Linked DNA regions of Gossypium hirsutum: region 2 is linked to region 1. Evidence: chromatin contacts called from public Hi-C data. All regions are on one chromosome and are shown on one strand. Each heading gives the region's core, a stretch centred on a gene start, on an enhancer-like site or on the middle of the called end of the contact. The rest is flanking DNA. Distances are from core to core; before and after follow the strand shown. Region 1 holds the start of LOC121205395. Region 2 holds the start of LOC107917957 (filament-like plant protein 4).

The links. Hi-C and Micro-C count contacts between places; a contact is called where the count stands out from the background.
Region 2: a Hi-C map of leaf shows a contact between it and region 1, with 1.7 times the contacts expected there. The contact joins the promoter of LOC107917957 here to the promoter of LOC121205395 in region 1. A contact is called at or near these places in 3 of 34 Hi-C or Micro-C datasets (all in leaf).

What each region holds. Positions count from the first base shown.
Region 1 is chrA01:22,056,546-22,064,497 of Gossypium_hirsutum_v2.1, reverse strand. LOC121205395 reads left to right here and starts at 3,144. Exons shown (of 3, transcript XM_041076064.1): 1 at 3,144-3,769; 2 at 3,860-3,960; 3 at 4,260-5,063. The coding sequence starts at 3,270. The coding sequence ends at 4,939.
Region 2 is chrA01:22,426,069-22,434,020 of Gossypium_hirsutum_v2.1, reverse strand. It overlaps LOC107917957 (filament-like plant protein 4), which reads left to right and starts at 4,843. Exons shown (of 6, transcript XM_016847403.2): 1 at 4,843-5,139; 2 at 6,429-6,575; 3 at 6,745-6,964; 4 at 7,066-7,952. The coding sequence starts at 6,450.

The DNA.
Region 1 (7,952 bases), core at 1,895-4,394:
GAAATAACATGAGTAAAAGATTTTCTGGATTCTACTTTCAGCATAAAGGATTTAGGTGATCTGCAGTATTTTCTTGGTCTTGAAGTTGCTCGCAGTTCTGCTGGCATTTCTCTTTGTCAGCGAAAGTATACTCTTGACCTCCTGTCTGACTTTGGCTTCTCTGATTGCAAGCCTATTACGACTCCTATGGTTACCAAACTCCCTCGTGATGCTTCTGACGAATTGCTTCCTGATAATACTATCTTCAGAAAACTCATTGGTCGTCTACTGTATCTTGTCTCTACTCGACCTGACATCGCTTTTGCAATCTAGCAGTTGAGTCAGTTTTTGGATCAGCCCACAGTTGCTCATCTTCAAGCTGCTCATCGTGTTCTCCGTTACCTGAAAGGCTGCCTTGATTTTGGACTTTTCTTTTCTGCTTCTTCCGCACCTATACTGAAGGCCTTTAGTGACTCGGACTGGGCTGGCTGTCCTCTTACAAGACGTTCTGTAACTGGTTATTGCCTTTTTTATGGAGATTCTCTTGTTAGTTGGAAAGCTAAGAAGCAAAGCACTGTATCCCGATCCTCTTCCGAAGCAGAATATCGTGCCCTTGCATCTACTGCTTGTGAAATTCAGTGGCTTCGATTTCTTCTATGTGACTTGCATTTATCTCTTCCTGGCCCTACTGCTCTGTTTTGTGACAACAGTTCTGCTCTTCAAATTGCTGCCAATCCTACATTTCATGAACGTACTAAACACATCGAAATTGACTGTCATCTTGTTCGTGAAAAGGTGTTGTCCAGTGTTGTTAAACTACTTCCTTGTTCTTCCAAGGACCAACTTGCTGATATTTTCACTAAAGCCCTTGCTGCTGCTCCTTTTCAGTCTATTTTGTCCAAGCTAGGACTGTTTCCTATCCATTCACTAGCTTGAGGGGGGGTTGTTAGTCATATAGCTTTATTTAAAATCTTGTTAATTAGTTAGCAGTTAGCAGTTATATTTTCTGTTATTTTTTCATTTCCACTTGTATATAACAGTATCTTTTGTATCAAATACATTGAGCAATTTCTTTTTACTTTCATTCTACACAAGAGGCTTTGGAATACACACATTGGCACAGGGGATCCTTTTTTTCCCTTTCTGCGTGTCTTATATGATGTGGTCTTTGGCTCATGCTCTTTTATCTTTTTGCCAATTTTTGGAATCTGGTCCCTTATTTTTCTATGTCATTATGCTACACTATCTAACCTACTACTCCACATCCCTTTTCTTTCTTCCTTTCTTTATATATATTGTCCGAAGTCTTGAACATTAGAAATTATAAAGATAAGAAAAATACAATAGAACCGCTTCCGCCAACCATTTGCTCCATAATGACATCAGAGAATCAAATTAAATGGATGCCTAATACCAAAAACAATGTTAATTTGTTCATGGAATACAGATTTTCTTTAGTTTTTTTATTTACCACTTTGAGATCGAGATTGAAAGTAACTTTTGCATTTAATAGCTTTCTCTTGCTGAATACTGAACCACAAAAATTGACAATGGTATTAGTCCATTACACCAGTTGACTTAGGAACTGGATGGTTGCATCAATTCTTTATTTTTAGTACTTTTTAATGTTTTATTTAATTTAATTGGATGGGCTGGTGGCCTGACTTATTCAACCACCGATTTAGTTTTGAAAGCCATGGTCAAAATATTTCATATTAATATATGCTAATAGTTGGATAAGCACATTTTTGTTTGATAATAACTAAATGTACCAAAAATGCTTTGTTTTATCGTACATAAAAAATTGGAGATAAATTTTTTTTAAAAATAAGTTATCAATAATAAAGAGAGGGCCCCACAACTATCGCTTTATTTGTGGAAGATCGAGAAAATTTTATTCAACATGAAAATGAGAGTAATGATATGATGACTATTCTCATTATCCAACAGTTGGTATGATGTCATGTATTTTTAGGGGTTTAAATGACTTTTTTAAAAATTAAAAATTTTATATCTTTTAATAATTTTTACAATTTTTTATACTTTATTAAAATTTTTATATTATTTATAAGTTTTTATTAATTTTTATAGAATTTTAAATATATTTTATTAATTTTATTTTTTTATAATTATTTGATTTTTGTAATTTTTAAAAAAAATTATGATTTTTTTATACTTTTTATAAGTTTATATCAATTTTAATATTTTTAAAAAAATTTAAATGTTTATAATTTTTTAAGAATTCTTATACATTTTTATAAAATTTTTAATAAATTTTATTAATTTTTATAAAATTTTATAACTTATTAGAATTTTATAATATTTATAAGTTATTTTTTTATAACTTTTATAAATTTATATCAATTTTTTAATAATTTTTAGTGATTTTTAATCATTTATTATGAGAAAATTACTATAGCAAGTCAAAAGTTATCATATATCACCATCTGATTGGTTTATCAATTTACTTTAATGATCAACATGGTTAACCATAAATTTCATTAACTGATGGCTTAATTGATTATTTTAATTAATGGCAGGGCTTAATTTTGTGTGAATTTAATACAATGACTTAATTGATTTTTTCTCTTTTTTTATGGTTTTTTTTTTACATACAAAAGTTTTTAAAATTATTTTCGTTATGTGAACACGAAAATATCATATGAGTTAGCACACTAACATCATTAAAAGAAATAAAATTTTAGTCAAAATTTCTATTAAAAATTAAAGATAAATTGATAAAATTATCTTAAGACTTCCAAACCTCTAATTAACAATGCATGGTAAGAACATTAGCTTCCTGAATTCAACCTTGCTAGAACTTTTAAGAAATAACTAATATCGACTGAGTTTCAATCAAATTTATTATATTTTCAACTTCAACTTTTCTAAAGACTTACACCCTAAATATTATCAATTAAAGAAATGATAGTGAGACGAAGGCCCTCATAGACGTCTGAAAACCATAAATAAAGTGCCGGCCATTCACTAAAATAGTGGAGAACCGTTCGATCGGATGACTTCTCCATTGATGGAGTCCAAAATCATTAGATGGACCGTCACGTCGTGACTTGTATCAAGTGGTCCAAAACTTAAGCACTTGTACACAGTTAAAGGAGAGAGTTATATAATAATAATAATAACAACATTAATGCAATAAATAGGCAGCGACCCCACTCCCACCCGCCTCAATTTTCCTCCTTATTACCACTCTCAGATCCCACCCCATTTCCCACAAAAATTATAAGAAAAGAGAGAGAGCTGAATCTACACTTGTATTATTTTTTATTATGGCTCTGCTGACTTTCTTGCCGGAGGCGGCGGCGGAGCCCATGAAACAACCGCCGAAGCGCCGCAGAAAGCAAGTGAAAAGGCAAAAGCAGCCCACCACGTCTTCTTGGGATCAAATCAAGAACTTGCTCACTTGCAAACAGATGGAAGGGTCCAAAGTCCACGACCCTTCGAAGAACAATAACCCGGCGCCGCCTCATCATCATCAACATGGCTACTCAAAACTGGGTTCCTCTTGTAGCTCCATCTGCAGCTTCAGGGACGTCGTTCATGGAAACACGAGGGTTGTTCACAGAGCTGATAACTCACCTGAGAGTAGCACATTAGGTCAAGAAACTGCGCTGCTCAGACGCAAAGCTGTTAATGGGTCGTCGTCACGGTCCTTGTCGGGGTCAACAAGATCCAATAACAGCACCACCACCTCGTCTTCTTCAAGAGCTATTCAATTCAGGAAGCTTTCTGGGTGTTATGAATGTCATACGATCGTTGACCCTAGCAGGTATACTATTTATATAAATATAGAAAAAAATAATTTGAATTTTTTTTCTCATTTTCCAGAACTTTATTTAGAAAATGTGAAAAATTGCAGGTATCCATCGTCAAGAACAAGCATCTGTGCCTGCTCACAGTGCGGAGAGGTGTTCCCAGAAATTGAAAGCTTGGAACTTCATCAAGCAGTTCGCCATGCAGGTACTGTAATTTCTATACCTATTTTATATTCCTGAAATTGACTAGATAGAGTATTACTTAGTCATTAAAATTGTTTATCCAAAGTTACAGAAATTAAAATGAAAACTTTGCAACTTTGACAAATCAGTGGGTTAAATTGCCCACCACCCATTTCGGAAAAGACTGAGGCAATGACGTGGCAAGTAGTGTTTATGGTAGCGCTAAATATGCAGGGTTTTGTGAGGACCGTGCCCCACCGACAAGTGAAATTAATGTTTATTCTTTTCTTTTAATTTGATCCCAGTCTTTTGTTGGTTTAGTTTCGGAGTTGGGTCCAGAAGATTCGGGCCGGAACATTGTGGAAATTATTTTCAAATCCAGCTGGCTAAAGAAGGACAATCCGATCTGTAAGATCGAACGGATATTGAAAGTCCACAACAACCAACGCACCATCCAACGGTTCGAGGACTGCCGCGACGCGGTGAAAACGCGCGCCCTTAATAGCACCAGAAAGAACCCCAGGTGCGCCGCTGACGGCAACGAACTCCTCCGTTTCCATTGCACAACCTTGTCCTGCTCCCTCGGCGCGCGCGGCTCCTCCAGCTTGTGCGGCTCCATTCCCGGCTGCGGCGTCTGCACCATTATCAGACAAGGGTTCCAAAACAAAGGCGAAGGGACCGCGCCAGCCGCAGAATTCAAGGGTGTCGTCACAACGGCTAGTAGCGGTAGGGCCCACGACTCAATTAAGCGTACGGACGGACGTAGGGCCATGCTGGTTTGCCGTGTGATCGCGGGAAGGGTGAAGCGAGTGGCGGATGAAGCGCCGCCGTTGGAGGACGAGAATAGCAGCGGCGTATCTTCCTCGGCTGGTTCGTACGACTCTGTAGCTGCGTACGCCGGGGTTTACTCCAATCTGGAGGAGTTAGTTGTCTTTAATCCAAGGGCTATCCTTCCTTGTTTCGTAGTCATTTACAAAGCACTTGAATCTGGAGTGATATGAAAACTCAAAATATCATTATTTTCATAGAATTAGTGTAATCTAACGATGCTCATTAACAGTGTACATAAACTTTGATCTTACGTTGTGCCACACGAGATAAAAGCCCTTTCTTTTTGGAATTGAATTATAATGTTTGTTAGCTCAACTGCTTAACCGCATGCGTGGCAGCTGATTCCTGTTGCGCCAAATTAAATATTTGATGGTTACATAAAAAAATTTTAATTTCAATTTAAATAATTTTGTTTTTCTTTTTTGAATAAATTAACGGACACTGAAATCCTTGATTGCTGGTTTCTGATGAACGGACACAGACGGTGTGTAATAAATAGACAAAGCAACGCCAAAATTTTCCTTCTCTTCTTGTACTGAGTCTCTATATTTTATGATTTGATTATTTTAAATTTTTGTATTTTTAAAATTTAAAATTTTAATCCTCCTTCAAATTCATTAAGGATTTTTTTTTTATTTTGACATTATATTCAAAAGTTTTTTATTTTTTAATTTTGATGTACCAAATATATTATTATATATGTAATGTCACGTTAGCTTGTTATTTTTACATATTACTCCTTAAAATTTTAGTTAATGGATTAACAACTTTCATTTATTTCAAGATTAAAATTTTAAAAATTAAAAAGCTTAAGGACTTACAATGATCCAATTGAAAAATGTAGACTAAATCAACAGTTATATGCATAGTACAGGACTAGTAATTAAATTTAACTAAATCGGTAGAATTACTAAAATTTTAAAAATATGGGAATTAAATTTGACCAATTAAAAAAAAGAACTAAAATTTGATTAAACTAAAGTGTAAGAAGTAAATCTATAACAAAATTTAACCTATATTAAAATGCAGCCATTGAATCGTCTCCTTTCACAGTCTTAATTCACTTACCTACACACACTGCATTTTTTATGGGTTGATGGTACCAAAAATAAATTAGAATTATTATATAATATATACCGATAAAAAAACTATAAATGGTCACATATTTTCTTTTTAAAAAAATAATAAAATTTTCAATAATTGTCCTTTTTAACTTTATTTGAGTAATGATTTCCCATGTATAAAGCTGAGTTAATTCAAAAGAGGAGCATAATTAAGAGGCACGTGAGATGATCTTGGAATAATTGCAAAATTAGAGGGGTGGACTTTTTTACAAAGATGAATGAAGATTGCAGACACGTGCATTAGGGATATGCACAATCAATGCGTTCTTCTTGTTTTATGTGTTTAGGCTTGATATATTTGTAATTTTCCTATAAAACTTTAATTACTGTAAACTCTGGTGATTTCATTTTTAAATTTTGGACTCATCTGTCTATATGCTATTGTCATCAGAAGTTTCCACCTCTCTAACTCAGTTTTATTTTGAATCTATATAATTAGGATTTTGTTAAAAAATATCAGTTTTAGTTTGAATCTGATAAAACTCATTTGAAATCTTTTTTAATATCACGGGCGGTCGGGAAGGATTTAGGTGTGTAATCTTTTTTCTTTATAAATTAATATTCACAAGTTAATTCATTTGTTAGTAAACAAAGGAACTTGAATAAATTTTTAAACGCTTAATTATTGTTACTTTTTCTGCATATAATCTTAATAGGAAATTTTAACACTATTATCTAATTGAATTTAATATCTTATTTTTTACAAAGTTCAATGATTATATTTTATAAATTAAAGTAATCAATTTTTAAATTTTTCATAAAATAAAGGGGGAATACATAATTAAATAAAATATGGAATTTAAGAAGGTAAACAAAAAATCAAGTAGTGAGGGTAAGGTGGGCATGGTTAGTCCTAATCAAAGTTGTTGAAGAGAGCTACCATTAGTTTCATTCAATACTTAAATAGAATAAGTAATTAATTTGATCCTTTGCTTAATTCTAGTTTTGGTATTGCTTTTGTAAATGATTTAATTATCAAACAGATAGGTAGCATTATGATTTAGAATTATTTTCAACTAATTTTGCTAATATGTTAATACGATTAAAATAAAAATACAACTCAATTTATCAATGGATAAGTCAATCATTGGGTTGGAGCAATACTTGCGAGCAACTATTAAGTAAGACGCCAGAGAAGTTTTTTACTAGCTAGATACAGATGAAATGGTTGGAACAAAATTTCAATTATCTCGACAACTCTACCAGTGCCCTTAAAAAAGAACAATACGCCTAAGCATAAATCCTGAGGTTAATTGAGGGGTGTTCTAATGCCTGATAAATCTCGAACTCTGGTACATTTAAGGTCGCTACTACAACTCGTCAACTTGAAAGAAGCAGCGTGACTCAATTGAGGATTAACTGTGTTTGCCATGTTGTATCAAGAGATGTGTCAGGCAATGCAACCACAAAAATTAAAATTAGTGGTCACATACTCCTTCTGTAGTCATGGGCATGGTATCGACTATCATTTTTACTTCCTCAAGTTAACGCCCCTTATACTTTATCACTCGTGACAATGTAAAATTCATTTGATAATATAGTTAGCATAATATATTTTTATCATTATCATATTTTTTAAATAACATATTATTTGAATAGGTGGAACAATCACACAAGTCATGTAGAACTGGCAGACAAGATCAAAGATATCCGACTACTGATAGATCAACAATAGAAAGTCGAGATTAGTTTTTGAAAGTTTCAATTATATAATATTTACATAATGTTTCAAATTTTAATATTTTATAGATAATAAAATTTATAATTTTTTACTATAGTTTGAATGGATGCCATACATCAATCCAAAAATTCAAGCATGTATCCCAACCAAATTTTTAGCCAATCACAATATCTGGCATGTCAAGGTGCCATTGATAGTTTACGCGACAGTGGAGATGCACAAATCCAATCGAGTGATGTGCCAGTTCAGGTTTAGGCAAATTATTTCGCCATCACCCGAAAACATTGAAGAACTGCATAAGGTTTACTTACAAAGGAGAACCAACAAAGATTGACCTAAATTCTACGAGCAATATATCAACATTTGGGAGTATATGTA
Region 2 (7,952 bases), core at 3,594-6,093, 370 kb before region 1:
GACCGATATAAATCTAGGCACTTAACCAACTGCATCCAGATTTTTATTTTTCTTTTGATGACTACCTTAAGACAACGGAAGAAAAAGAGCATATAAGTAAAGTTCCATATGTTTCGGCAGTTGGAAGCCTTATGTATGCGATGCTTTGCACACATTCATAAATATGGAACGTGGATTGATATTGTGTGGATTGATAAATATGGAATGTGGCCACAGGTTGCTTGTTCTCGAACAAGCAATTTATCACAATCATTTATTGATAGTGATGAGATAAAATAAGATTGTATTGAGTGAACGGATTTAACTCAAATGAATCAAGGATATCATATGAGGGTAACACACATATGATGAGGTCATTGAACAAAATAGTTGGATGAATTACTTTCGTAAATAGAACACAAAAAGAAGTTTTTAATCATGGTACTTCTTGTAGATTGACTCTATGATTAAGTAAATTGTTAATTATCGGAATGATGCTGTTGGACATAATTGTAATTACTCAAGCCTAATTATATATGTCTGATTGATCCCTCCATTAGCTCAACAAAAGCTCCATTAAACTATATTTGAATCAAAAGAAAATTCTACGACTTTGGAAATAATTTAATTGAGTTGAGTTATTCGATGTTGAATTAAATTAGGTGATTGTGAGAATTGTTCAACTAGAAATTTTGATTAAATAATTTTCTTAAAAAAATTAAATTAGAAAATCTAAGTGATTTTTGGAAAAGTTAATTTTGATCAAGTAAAATTAAAATAATCAAATTAGTTAAAATTAATATGATATTTTTGAAAATTAATTTTCAAATAAGACAATTGGCCCAATGGGTAATTGAACTTGAAAATTGGACTTGAGATCGAAAATTGAGCCCGATAGCCTAAAATCGAGATCCAAAAACTTGTCGAATCGGGTCTGGTATGTGAAACCGGATTGACAGCCAGTTGGTGGCTAGATCAGACCAATCAGGCTGTCACTTGGCCTAAATCGAACTGGCAACAACCGAATCGGCTCAGGGTGTTGTGAGGGTGTTGCACTTGCGATGGCATAACCAGACACAATGGTGCCAGCGGCGATGACGACGGCATTCCAGTGGCCAGCGGGTGGTCCTTCAACGATTGAGCAGTGGATGAATCACACTCTTATTGGGACTCTATCCGATAATTTGATTTCAAATTAATTATTTCAAAAATAATATGAATTTAAATATATTTAATATTAAATTTAATTTGATACTTATCATGATAGTATTTTATTAATTTAATTTTAAAGTGATTATCTTAGTGCTAAATTTAATCTAATATTTATCTTGATAAGTATTATATTAATTTAATATTAAAGTGATTAAGTTTAATCATAGTTGAACTCTCTAAACTCTCCCTATATAAAGTGAGCCATGAGTCATTATTTTTCACACTTAAATTCAAGAGAAAGTTGTAGAGAGAAAATTCTTTAAAGAAATTATCTCAGAAAATTTCTAGAAATATTTTTATTTAAAATTTGATCCAAAAATTTAGAGAAATTGCAAAATTACCCCATTGCAAATTTTATGGAAAAAAAATTTTATTCGAAATGAGCTCAAACTCAATAGACGTGAACTTGAGGATAACGAAGAAGACTACTTGGTCGAAGCATTCATCCTAGACCAATAAAAAATGTACAATTTTGATTAAGTGTTTATTACTTTAGATATAATAACCAAGTTCTTGTTTTTGGAGAAAAATTTAAAACTCAGGTTTTCCCCTTAAACTTATTTCTCGCTGCATTTTCCAAACCCGATTTTCCAACAAACATGGAGTCCAGTTTTACAAGAATCCTCAGACATGCCTTGGTGTTCCTACGTTGTGGGGTAAAAGAAGGATGGATGCTTTGAGTTACATCAAGGAAAGATTGTTGGCAAAGTTGAAATGTTGGAAGAAGTAGATTCTATCAATCTAGTAGAGGTCCTGATCAAATTTGTAGCATGTGCAATTCCAACTTACTTAATGGCATGTTTCAAGTTTCTGAAGTATTTTTGTAGGGAAATAAATTAGGCCATTGCTAATTTTTGGTGGGGCAAATTCACAATGAAAGGAAAATTCATTGGAAGTCTTAGGAGGAATGGGGTTCAAGGACTTTGAAGCTTTTAACCTAGCAACGTTGGCTAAACAAAGATGGATGATGATTGCTAAACCAAGATCTTTATGGGTTAAGGTCTTGAAAGGTTAATACTTTCCCCACAAATCTATCATGGAGGCAGAGAAAGGATCTAGAGCATCTTGGACATGGAGTAGCTTGGTGGAAGGTTCATGAGTTCTCAAGGAGCTAATGTTTATGAGAGGTGATGAATGGAGAAACTATTGGAATTTGGAAAGATAGATGGGTTAGAGGAATAAGGGGTGATAGAATCCATCATCCGGGCATTCTAAAAGAAGATTTAGTAAGCAAAGTGACTGCGATTATCTACAAAGAGAAGGGCACTTGGAACTTGTCATCTATTGAACATTGGCTTTTAGGAGAGGAGAATGAAGTAATTCTTAATATTCCTAGGGGATCCAAATGGTATAGATAGACTGATATGGCCACATAATGCTTCAGGTTGCTACTCTATCAAATCTGGTTACAAGATAATCAAGAAGGAAGCTAAGGGAAACAACACTTTGAGGCCTTCATCATCATATGTTATTAATAAATCTATTTGGAACTTTATATGGAATCTGAAGGTGCTTAGTAAGATAAAAGTATTTCTCTAAAGGGTCTGTATTGATGCTATTTCTAGTAGTTTCAATTTGTGGAAGAGAGTTAAATTTAGATCCCATTTTTGTAGTACATTCTATTAAGAAATGGAAACTTTGGAGCACTTGTTTTTGGCTGTGATTGGGTGAGGGGTGTATGGTTTGAGGCTTACAGTGGACTTAGAATTAACAAAGGAGATGTGGACGATGTTGTTTGCTAGTTTGTAGAAATAATGAAGTCCATTAGGGATGAAGAGTTGAAAATTAGAATAATCCTTACCTAGTGGATGATATGGAAGATGCGTTGTGAGATGATGATGCAAGGGGCTAGAATAAATGCTAAGAGGACTATTTGCAAGAAAGAAGTGGTAGCTATGGAGATCCTAGAGATTGGGTATAATGGGATGTCTTCTAATCTGAATGAAAATCAATGTAATGATGAGGTTAATTAGCAAAAACCAGAGCAAGGTTGGGTTAAGACAAATGTTGATGGTTTATTAGATCTAAAGACTAAACAAGTTGGTGTTGGAGTCATTGCAAGGGGTTTTCATGGCAAGTTGCTTGGCAGGCAAGGGTGAGTATGATTGCAATGTCACCTAATTAAGGTAATGGTCGTTCTTATTTTGGTCCACTCTTAATTTTTTTTGTTAATTTGATCATAGCCAAAAAAAAAATTGATCAAATTTGTCACTCCACCCTTAAAATAATAATGGAAGACTAATGTATTTTTTAGTGTCTAAAATAATAACAATGTCTATTTAAAATATTTAACAGATAATTTATCCTAATTTTAAAATGACGAAAATGAGAACCACTCTAATTTAAAAGAACTAAAATAAGAAATGCACATTAACATTCTATTAAGAAATACGCAATCAACATTCTATTACTATTTAATGAACTTCTATTTAGCATGACTGAGGAAGTAATTTAATCTAGCAAAACAGAAATTAGTGATGGATGTAAAGCAAAGATTAGAGAGCAGGATAAAACCAAATTCAGTAGACAACAAAATCCTGCAATTGGGGTCGAAAATCACTAACATTAAATTACATGTCCCGAATACCAACGGACTGAAGCAATTTCAATGGTGGAGATGCGGTTACACATGGCAATAGATGCAGCGACGGAGCATGGTAGCAGGCAATATTTGATTAAAACAAATCCTCATTAGCTGTAACGAGTAGTGACGGCGGTCCTAAGTCGTAACATTTACAGTACGCCAAAATCGCACATAGAAACATAGCTTTCCAAAATATCGTTTACAGCCCAGCAGTTGCTCTACCACAGTGAGTATATAGCTATGCCAAAATGTATTAAATTTGATTTAAAAACATAATATATTTAAATTATTAATATAAATTACAAACTTATTAAAATTATATTAATATATAAAATAATTATAACATGAAAAAGGTATAACAATGAATTGCCAAAATTCATTTCTCATTTTTAATTTTTTTAACATAATAATTCATTTGGTCTTCTAATTTTATAAATAAGGTTATTTTAATTTTCTATTTTAATTTTTATCTTTTTTTAATCTTTAAATTTACGTTGTTTGTTAAACTATTAAAAAATAGATGAAAAATTAATATTTGTTAATTTTATTGATGTGGTAGATATGTGGGTTGTAACATAGATGTCATGCCTACAATTAATTAATTATTTAAAATTTAAAAAATTAAAAAAATAATTAATTACTGACGTACATGTTAATTGTTAAGATAACATGCATGTGGGTTGCCATGTGTATAGTGAGTAAAGTTAACAAATGTTAAAATTTTCAATTATTTTGAAATGATTTGATAAATAATATAAATTTAAAAAATTTAATTGAAACCTAAAATGACTTTTTTTATAAAATTAGAGAATAAAAATATTTAGTGCTCAAATTATCTAAAACAATATACATAAAATAGTGGTTCATATTTTTATCATATGTTTAAGAATAAATAAGATAATGCCATTATGTAGGCTATGAATATATTAAATATAAACCTTAAATGAGAATTTAAGATATAAATATGATTAAAAATAAAAGGTTTATAGATGGAAAGTCCTAAAATCTAATATGAGTTGAGGGAATTTACCATATATATATATGTGTGTATACGTACGTGTATATGTAACTAACACTGGCCTGTAATTAATGAACAAAAACAAAAAACAGTGGCCTTTAATTTTTATTTGCAGAAAACTATTAATAATCTCAAAGCCGAACTGGTTTTGTAACTTTTGCTTTATTGCCCCAACGCCACCACCACGGTCCCACTCTCTCCTCCTCCGCCATTGCCACCACTTCTTTCACTTCCTCAAAACACTGAAACCAATAACCAAAAAACCCACAAATTTGGATCTTAACTTTAAATCTCAAACAACACTCTTTTGTTTATACTGTACAAACTTTCATTTCTGATTCTCAAGGTAAGTCAAGTTTATGAAATAATGCGAGTTCTAAAATGCTTCTTTCTTTCGTTCTTTCTTTTTTTTTTTTTAACTTTTCATTTGCTTGTTTGTTTGGTTTAAGCATAAAGGTTGATGGTGAAAGCACAGTTGTAGTGCGTAGTGAGTAAAAATGGAAAACTTATGTTTTTCCCTCTGCCCTTAGTTTTTGTTTCTTTCTGGTTTCTTTTAATTGCAAGACAAATAGATGTCAGGTTTTATGCAGACTAAAATGTTTCATTTGAGATGCTTTTTTTTTGTCGGTGAAGTTTCAATTTCTTGTTTTGCCTGATATGAAGCGAGCTTTTGATTCTAAGATCTTTTGCTTTTTGATTAGATCTTCTTTTTGCATTTCAACTGAAGCCATTGATGAACTTGGTTTTGCTCTGATTCGATTCACAACACTTTGAAACACTGACGATCTTACTTGTTTCTATCTAAAACCATGGCGTTTATATTTATGTTGTACGATAATGAATGGATGTCACACGGTGCCTTTTTTTTTCTTCTTCTTCCCTTTTCAGTTCTAAATTGATGGCTTGTCTTTTTCTTTCACGTTATTTTCAGTCCCAAATTACCACAAATACCAAACTCCTGCTGCTTCTTCATTCTAGTAGTACAATCTGCTTTGTAATTTCTCAACCTTGGAAACCTTTTTTTACCCCCTCACATGATGCTCTGTTTGGTAGCTGAGAAAATGTAGTATAAAAGAGAAGAGCACCTTGATTTCTGACAGCTGTCTAATAATTTGATTTGGTCAAAGTAAATTCTAATAAAAATATTAAACTTTCTTCTTAGCATTCTTGGTGGCTATTAATAGTTTGGTGAATATCCACCAAAACATTATTCCATCATGCAATGTTAAAGAAATCTACCTAACCTGATGATCCTCATTCTTAATTTTTTCTATTTCTCAGTGAATTACTAAGATTTGCATTATCTTTGGGAGGATTTATTTGAACTCTTGAGTGGTTTCGATACCAAATATGTAAGGCAGTTAGCTTTTGGTATCATAGAACATGTTTCTGTTTATAGTCTTTGAATACGGTTTAAGAAAATTGAACTTGGTTTGAAATTGTTTTCATTTCGATTAGAAAAAGAGTGTCAGAAACTTATCTGAGAGTAATACGGCCTAAATAGGTTGGTTGCAGCGTGTATCCTTAGTCATATACTATGATTTTTGGATTGGAGGGAGGCTGTGATGTTCAGTTTCCTTTTCTTTTGCAGTATATATATTTTTCTTGACAAATTATTTGGTCTTCTTGACATAGGCTATAAAGGGGTTTCAAGTAATGGACCGCCGTTGGCCTTGGAAGAAAAAATCATCTGATAAAGCTGATAAAGATGCTGCTGCTGCTGCCGCCGAAGCAGATGCCGCCGCTGCTGCTTTAGCTTCAGCTGCATCTCAAAATGATCAGGTAAATCTTGTTTATGTAACTAAACCACATCGGAAAATTGGTGTTTATTTTCTCAACATTCTACATTTCTATGCCCTTGCACATTATCTCAGCTGGAGCAGAGATTTATATCTGCTTATCATCTAAATTATTGAGCTGTTTTATCAGATAATGATTTTGTGTTGAACAGAATACTTACAAAAAACCCAAGTATGTTCAAATTTCCATGGAATCATATTCACATCTCACTGGTTTGGAGAATCAAGTGAAAATATACGAGGAACAAGTCCAGACATTGGAGAATGAGATTAAGCACTTGAATGAAAAGCTCTCTGCTGCCAATTCAGAGATTAGTGGCAAGGAAGACCTGGTGAAACAGCACACTAAAGTTGCAGAAGAAGCAGTCTCGGGTTAGTCTATGCTCAAATGTTCAGTCTAATATAAGAGTAAAGTTCCTGTAGCTAAACTTGGTCCAATTTTTTCTCACTCTCTGCTGTTGAATTTGCTGTAGGTTGGGAAAAGGCTGAAGCAGAGGCCTTGGCCTTGAAAAATCATCTGGAATCTGTTACCCTTTTGAAGCTCACTGCTGAAGATAGGGCATCGCATTTGGATGGTGCTCTTAAAGAGTGCATGCGGCAAATCCGAAATCTGAAGGAAGAACATGAGCAGAAGTTGCAAGATTTGGCTGTTAGCAAAAACAAGCAATGTGAAAAGATTAAGCTTGAGCTCGAAGCAAAGATAGCTTATTTAGACCAAGAGCTCTGTAAGTCTGCGGCTGAAAATGATGCAATTTCTAGGTCTTTGCAAGAACGTTCTAACATGCTGGTCAAGATTACTGAAGAAAAATCTCAAGCTGAGACCCAGATTGAGTGTTTGAAGGGTAACATCGAATCATGTGAAAGGGAAATCAATTCACTGAAATATGAGATTCATGTAGTTTCCAAAGAGCTCGAAATTCGCAATGAAGAAAGGAACATGAGCATGAGAACTGCAGAAGCAGCTAACAAGCAGCATATGGAGGGTGTAAAAAAGATAGCAAAGCTAGAAGCAGAGTGCCAAAGACTGCGTGGTCTTGTGAGGAAAAAGTTGCCTGGTCCTGCTGCACTTGCCCAAATGAAGCTAGAGGTTGAGAGTTTAGGCCGGGATTATGGAGATACTCGATTAAAAAGGTCTCCCGTCCGGCCTTCTACTCCACACACACCTGCTGTCACTGACTTTTCCCTTGACAATGCACAGAAATTCCATAAAGAGAATGAGTTTCTCACTGAACGATTATTAGCAATGGAAGAAGAAACAAAGATGCTGAAAGAAGCTTTGGCAAAGCGTAACAGTGAACTACTGGCTTCTAGGAATCTGTGTGCTAAGACATCTAGCAAGCTTCAAACTTTAGAAGCACAA